2 separate regions of the Triticum aestivum genome follow, and region 2 is linked to region 1. Evidence: chromatin contacts called from public Hi-C data. All regions are on one chromosome and are shown on one strand. The core of a region is the stretch at or near the end of the contact, and the rest is flanking DNA. Distances in the headings are between cores, read along the strand shown. Region 1 has its middle 39 kb from the start of LOC123145161. Region 2 holds the start of LOC123145162 (lysine-specific demethylase JMJ706).

Region 1 (3,408 bases), core at 552-3,051:
CCTTTTATTATTAACCCGAAAACAAATGTAACTTGGGTCCACTTTACGCAACATATTTAGCTGCTGCTGGTCTGGTAGAGTCTCTTTCTCATGATCAAGCATGTGGACTTTGAGATCGGACGGCTCAGTCAAATTCCCACCCTTTTAGAACACATGTCAAATTCTCAAGGGCATGTACCACTTGCATTCTTCGCGGTGGTTAGGGCGGAGCGCACCGGCACTATCATCAGCGAGCGGTTAGCTAGCCCTCGCCCTTTTTATTGCTTTGATTTGAGTAGGTCTTGTCCCTATAAAACAAGGAAAGATTCCATGGTTTGAGTAAGGGGAAACGACGTGCGTCTAGTACCAAGCAGCAAATAATTCAACTGAAAGCTAGCGGCATCTCCGGGAGTTTGATATGTTACTTTCTTTCTTTCTTTGCCTTTTTAACTTTATTGATTGATGGCTGATCACGCAGTTTAAGCTGGCGAACTCTCTTTTTTTTAGAAGGATCAGATCTATTATAAAGATTTACTGGAAGTATAAAACACCTCAATCATAATGAAAACTACATCGAGGTCCACGGACCACCGAACGATCACTGCCGCCGCCAGAACAAGCCACCGACGCGTTGCTATCGCCGCTCTCGTACCGGAGCCGGCCTAACCTTGTCGATGACAGACGGGAAGTCTTCTTACACGTGCTCCTAAGGACCAACGCCCTGGAGCCGCAGTCATCGCCGTTGAATCCTTGAATTGATCTGAAGAACCTGACACCAAATATCACCGTTGTACGCACGACGAGAAATCCTAACCTCGTCGCCCCGAGGAGCTGGCAGGAATCTACGCTGGAGCTCTGTGAACTCATCAACGGAAGATTCTGAATCGAGGAGGCATTTCATTTTAACTACGTCCGTTGACTTTGATACTTCAACCCCACACGGTTTTTATCCCCCCTCATGTGTCAACATTGTGCTCAAGAAAACTGCATCAACTGCATCTTTTTGTGATGGTAGTTCACCCAATGGACCCATTAATTTGAGAATTAACGGAAAGAAGTCTGTCTCCCGGGCCGGTGACGGGAGCAGTTCACACCGATTGGAGCGTACTGTACTAAAAAACTGAGTAGTTTTCTCGAAAAAGGAAAAAAGCTGATTAGTTTAGTTGACCCTGTTGATACACCGGGATTTGGTCTTGCATACATATCCTCCCCTTTTGATACCAAAGTATTCCAAAGTAATACAGCAAGTTGGATCGGGTGACATTTTGACACACATTCCTGAATGTATGCTCCTACCTGCTCCGGGACACGAACACAAGCCATCTTCTGCTCCTCGTTAGTTGAGAGGTCGCTTGATCTTCCCTTTTCACGAAACGAGATTGCTTGATCTTGCCAAAGTGCCATCGTTTTCACTGCCCTTGGTGTTGATCGTCTCTTCTCCGGCCCCGTCCGTGTCGCGGTGACAGCGATCGACGCCATTGGCCTGCGCGCCCATATAGCCATCGATCAATCGTGCGATCGATGCGATATCTCCGTCACCGATTATTCTCCCATGCATGCATGCATCGCCTAACTAACCTAGCAGCTAGCAGAGAGAGTTGGATTTCGAGGCCAGCTAGGGTGGGTCAAGACGTTCGATGTTGCGGTGCCCGCTTTCCAGGCCAACGTCGGCCCTTGTCGCTTTACGTGGCCGCAACGTGAAGCAGATAATCTTTGTTATTGCAACGGGTTCAGGTGAACAATCATGCAGAGCTGCCGTCATCCAATCAGTGCAAGCGCAACAATGACTATCTTGGGTTGGGTGCGTGGTCTGGGTCTATCGGCTTTGGCCAGTCCAAGCTAGATGAACTTCTTGCAACGTCCACATCCGATTCGGATATCATTCCTGATCTCCGTTGGCCGATGGATCCGACTGACGCCGGCGAATAAGCGCTTTCACACACGCATTCATACGTGATGGACGCGCGCATGCATCATCACAAGCACGACTCTCGCGTGCGTCTTTAGAAGCCTACGTCGAAGCTACTAGCAGAACGAAGAACAAGAAGTCGTCAAGAACATATCCTAGCTCACGGCTACGGATTAATTTTGGCACGCCACATAGGGCTGTAGCGTGTGGTATTAGTCAGTACAGTACACGGGAATAAGGTAACACAAGTCTGGCCTAACACTCCGCCTTCTCCACCCCCTTCTCTCCAATCCAATCCAAGCGCATTCGGAGGCCAGGGAGAACAAAACACGACGAGACATGACGGGTGCTAGTACAATCATTCCACTCCCTATAATAGGCCGGGGCCTCTCTCCTGAACCGCGAGGGATGTCGTGCTTTTTCCACTTGGAGAGGCCTCGAGATCAGCACCAGAAAGCTTTGCGTGCTGCCTGTATGCCGGGTCTCGCTTGGTGCCACATCTCGTGCGCTCCAGCCAAACTGCGTCAGTGAATGCAGAGGTGCCCCGGCTGATGGGTGATGAGCCAGTACGCTACAGAGTGCCACGATTTGGTTGGGACCAAAACAAGAAGGAAAAGAGGACGCGAGATGGGAGAGAAAGCTGATGGACCGAAAGGAACGCGTCATGCATGGCGAGCTGGCGACCAGCGTGTGCGCCCAAGCAGCGTGACGTGGGGACTAGCAGGAATGTACTAGCACCCCACGAGTTTTATGGATCATCTAATTTCTACACTCTCCTAAAAGAAAAATCTAATTTCCGCACTATTTGATTAACCAAATGAGAAAATCCCGACGAATCTCCACATAAATCCAACTTTGTAGAAACTATTATTTTTTCATCTAAATGAAAGTTTGACGCACTCTTGCTTTATTAGTGTATAAACCTGTTGCTCAGCTTTATTTTTCTTTACTAAAACAATGTCCGTGCGTTGCAACGGGATATAAATATTCTAGTACGTTAGCTTGTGATTTACCTGCCAATATTAATGCGATTATGTAAATAAATGTTTATTAAATTCTGACCGTGAATTGCTTTATATTTTGATTAGAAGTTTGGTAAGTAAATTAAAGTGAAATTAGTTCAGAAGGTATGTAAATTAAGGTGATTCATTATCATTACATGGAATGTTGGACGAAGGGGTGGTGGGAAGAAAGGTGAAATGGGAACCTTACATTATCTTTAAGTAGTAGAGAAAATCTAGGATTTTCTTTCCAGCGAATTGGTTGGGCTAGAAGAACATTTTGGGCCTCACCTTGTTGAAGACTTTTGTGTGAGTTGTGTGACCCAAAGGTGGGCTCTGCAAACAAGTTCTCGGTCGTTGGGTCATGCAATCTTTATGGATTTCTTGCTTCCATTTTCTGCGACCTGCTATGATTCTAGGGTACTCCTATAGACACCCCTAAAAAAAGGGAACTCCTATAGGGGACCTCCTATATGTCGCTTATTGCGACAAACTAGCGGCGATTCGCACAAAAACAGT
Region 2 (3,252 bases), core at 278-2,777, 180 kb before region 1:
GTATACTTCACATTACTAAATAATAGCTGCCTAACTAAAGCAAAGTGGACGGGATTTAAAGGTTCTTCTCCAGCGAACTCATGCAAAAGGACTATTACATCAAAAAGTGGAGGCTACATGCAGAAATTTAAACATGTGCGTGTCAATTGTGCCATTGTGTGCTACTTTTCCAGATCATTCTATATGCTTTAAGGCACTATCTCACTGGATTGTTCACACACACGACATGTCGTAGGGTGCAAATAAGTCACCCTCCTGTTGATCCCAGGAATCCAACAGTTAAGTGCCATCTCAATCACAAAACACCACATGAAAAAGTTAAGACCAAATCACACAGGTCAAATTCCTAAGGAAAACACTTCTGAATCTGTTCATTTAAAGATGCCCAATTAAGCACCTAGAGTTGTCGCCCGCGAATTCACATGGTATAGTCATTAGTTCCCACCACGTGCTAGTGGAGCAGAAACTCACAACAAGAACAAGCGCAAAAATAGCAAGCTCAGGTGGTCAAATATATTTCCCACCCAGGAAAACTGGTCAAAACTATGGAACAGTTAGAATTTGGAAACACATCAAACATGACACGAAATTTTCTACCATTTTAAACTCAATTCTACCGTTCTACCACAACATACGAAGAGAATTCTCGAAAATAGAACGATCTAGTACGAAATCAACCCAGTGCGCTCGGAGAATGATGAATATTACGCGGCAAGCAGGTATATTCACGAACTTGGTTACTCAAAAGTCAAAACACATCTAAAATCACGCGCTCGCGCATAAAATCGTGGAATTATCGCCTACAACCACCAGCAGTCGAGCGCAGTTTAACCAAACTGTTGGAACAACAAAAATTATCACCAACAACTCCAGCTACGAGAAGAAATCCAGACGATTGGTCGTCGGAACCGCGGAATTAGCCCCTCGTGGCAACTACACTCCCGGTTAAACACGATCCAACGGCTACGTGCATCGCTCCACACGATAGAAGTGGTCTCCGCAGCCTCAAACCAAAACAGAAAATCGCCAACAGCAAAAGGGCCAGAGCAGAGCAGAGCAAGCGCGCCCAGGCGATTACAGCTAATGATCGAAGAGCTCCACTAATTCACCTAGCGAAGACGAACCGAATTTTTTGAACGCCCGCCCCTGAAACAAATCCACCCACCCGCACCGCAGGAGCGCACCCGCCCGGGTCCCCGATTCGCAATTCACAGCCCGGAAATCACTCACCGTGGCCTCCCGTCCGGCGACAGCTTCAAGCCGGGAGCCACATTCCCCTCCGGGGCCTTCTGCCGGATCCCCCGCGCTTGGATCCGAGCCCGCCACTGCCCTGAACCGCCGCGGCGCCGAGGGGCACGAGGCTCGTTCCGCGCGAGGCGTGGGCGCGGCAGCCACGGGCCGAGGCGGAGCTAAGGACGCCGAGCACCGCGGCGGCGCTCCTCCGAGACGCGGCGAGGGGTGGGAGGAGTAAGAGGAGGGGCAGGAGGCGAGGTGCGGAAACGAAGGGAAGGAAAAGTGCGGGTGATATTAATACGGGATAACTGCCGGTACTGCGTCTCTATTGCGTTTGGGCTTCTCTAATCCGCGCTTATTACGGGGCTAATCTGTATTAGATTAGAGTTGAATTTTGTGTGCTTATATAAAGAAATATTGTCATGTAATTTTCTGGTAGATGGGGTGGTTGCGAACGAACGTTGTGATTGCAGGCCGTCGTCATGGGTCCGTCTGTCTTCTCCAGCGCAGCGGTGCCAGCCAATGGCTTTTCTGGCCCCCGTTGCCTCACTCTGGTGTGTGCACGGGTTTTTTGAGTAGTGGAAGTGTAAATTGCATTACGGACTGGCAGAGGGTGCTAACCGAAGCTGCAACACCTGAGTAAAAGCTGAATTGTAAACTGCGTTCAGTACCGGAGAGTGTTTGCAAGTGTTTTTTTTTAATAAAACTTATAATATATTCATCTTCAATCATGACAGTACAACCAATACTAAAAATAATAAAAATTACATTCAGATCCGTAGAACCCTTTAATGACGACTACAAGCACTAAAGCAAGCCGAAGGAGCGCCGCCGCCCCTCCCTTGCCGGAGCCAGGCAAAACTTGTTGTAGTAGACAGTCGGAAAGTTGTCGTGCTAAGGCCCATAGGACCAACGCACCAGAATAGCAACCGCCTCCGTTGAAGAATAGCATAGATCGAAAGGATCTAATCTGAAGACACATAAACATAGACGAACTACGACAAGATCCGAGCAAATCCACCGAGGACAGCTTCGCCGGAGACACACCTCCACACGTCCACCGACAAATGCTTGACACACCACCGAGACGGGGAATAGGCAGGGAGTATCACATTCGGGAGCCGCCGTCGTCTCGTCTTTCTGAGCAGGACACAAATCCTAACCAAAGACGGTGCCCTCCCGTGGGCAAGGGTCGGGATCCACCGCGCCGCCATAGCCCTAAGGCCACCGAAGACACCGGCGGCGGCGGCGGGAGACAGAGAAAACCTAGCCTTTTCTTTTCTTGGGGAGAAGGCGTACAGTGTTTGCAAGTGTTAGGTGCAACATTGACGAGGCCTAAATTTTAGTGGGTATTTGGTACTATCTTAGGGCATCTACAACTTTGACCAGCAATTTTGCTCCCACATCTGTTCGCGGATAGGGGGACCAGTCCGTGGACACGGATGCGGGAACCGGTCATCTAATGTTTTTTTTAAACATCAGTACAGACGTAAGCGCTCATACATACGCGCATACAGTCATCCCTATGAACGCACACGCGCACACCCTATCCCTATGAGTACCTCCGAGAGACTGAGCCGGCATGTCATCTTGAAATTTACGAAGTCACTGTAGGCGAATAATGCGAGCACCAGTACTTGAACCCTGGTGGGCTGGGGATACCACTATCCCTCTAACCATCCAACCACAGGTTGGTTTGCTCATCCAATGTTATCATATATGAACATGAAGGCACGCTTTGCCGCGTCCGCTCATATTGACAACAAATACTTAGACTATTTTTGAAAAATCCAAGCAGTAATTGAGAAAAATTGAATAGTTTGTATGGGTCCAAATATATGTGAGAGATATTTTCCCTAAGACCGTAACAAATTACAACCCATGATATAGAAGGACCATAAGTTGAATTTTATCACATATAACTTAGCTTTTTGGATCTAACTCCTAACCATGATATATTCGAATTGACTCAAGCGCATCTTTAATCCTCAAGATGTGTCAGGTACACATAAAAACATC

The links. Hi-C and Micro-C count contacts between places; a contact is called where the count stands out from the background.
Region 2: a contact with region 1 is called in a Hi-C map of leaf, with 6 times the contacts expected there. The contact joins the promoter of LOC123145162 here to the enhancer-like site in region 1. A contact is called at or near these places in 2 of 5 Hi-C or Micro-C datasets (both in leaf).

What each region holds. Positions count from the first base shown.
Region 1 is chr6D:370,912,839-370,916,246 of IWGSC CS RefSeq v2.1, reverse strand. No RefSeq gene overlaps it. Among protein-coding and RNA genes, the nearest start is that of LOC123145161, 39 kb to the right of the region's middle. Within about 2 kb of position 1,801, at least 2 of the 8 cell types and tissues checked have an H3K27ac peak or open chromatin away from gene starts, as enhancers often do. A contact at or near this core is called in leaf, where this site is marked.
Region 2 is chr6D:371,088,824-371,092,075 of IWGSC CS RefSeq v2.1, reverse strand. It overlaps LOC123145162 (lysine-specific demethylase JMJ706), which reads right to left and starts at 1,527. Exons shown (of 12, transcript XM_044564498.1): 1 at 1,231-1,527.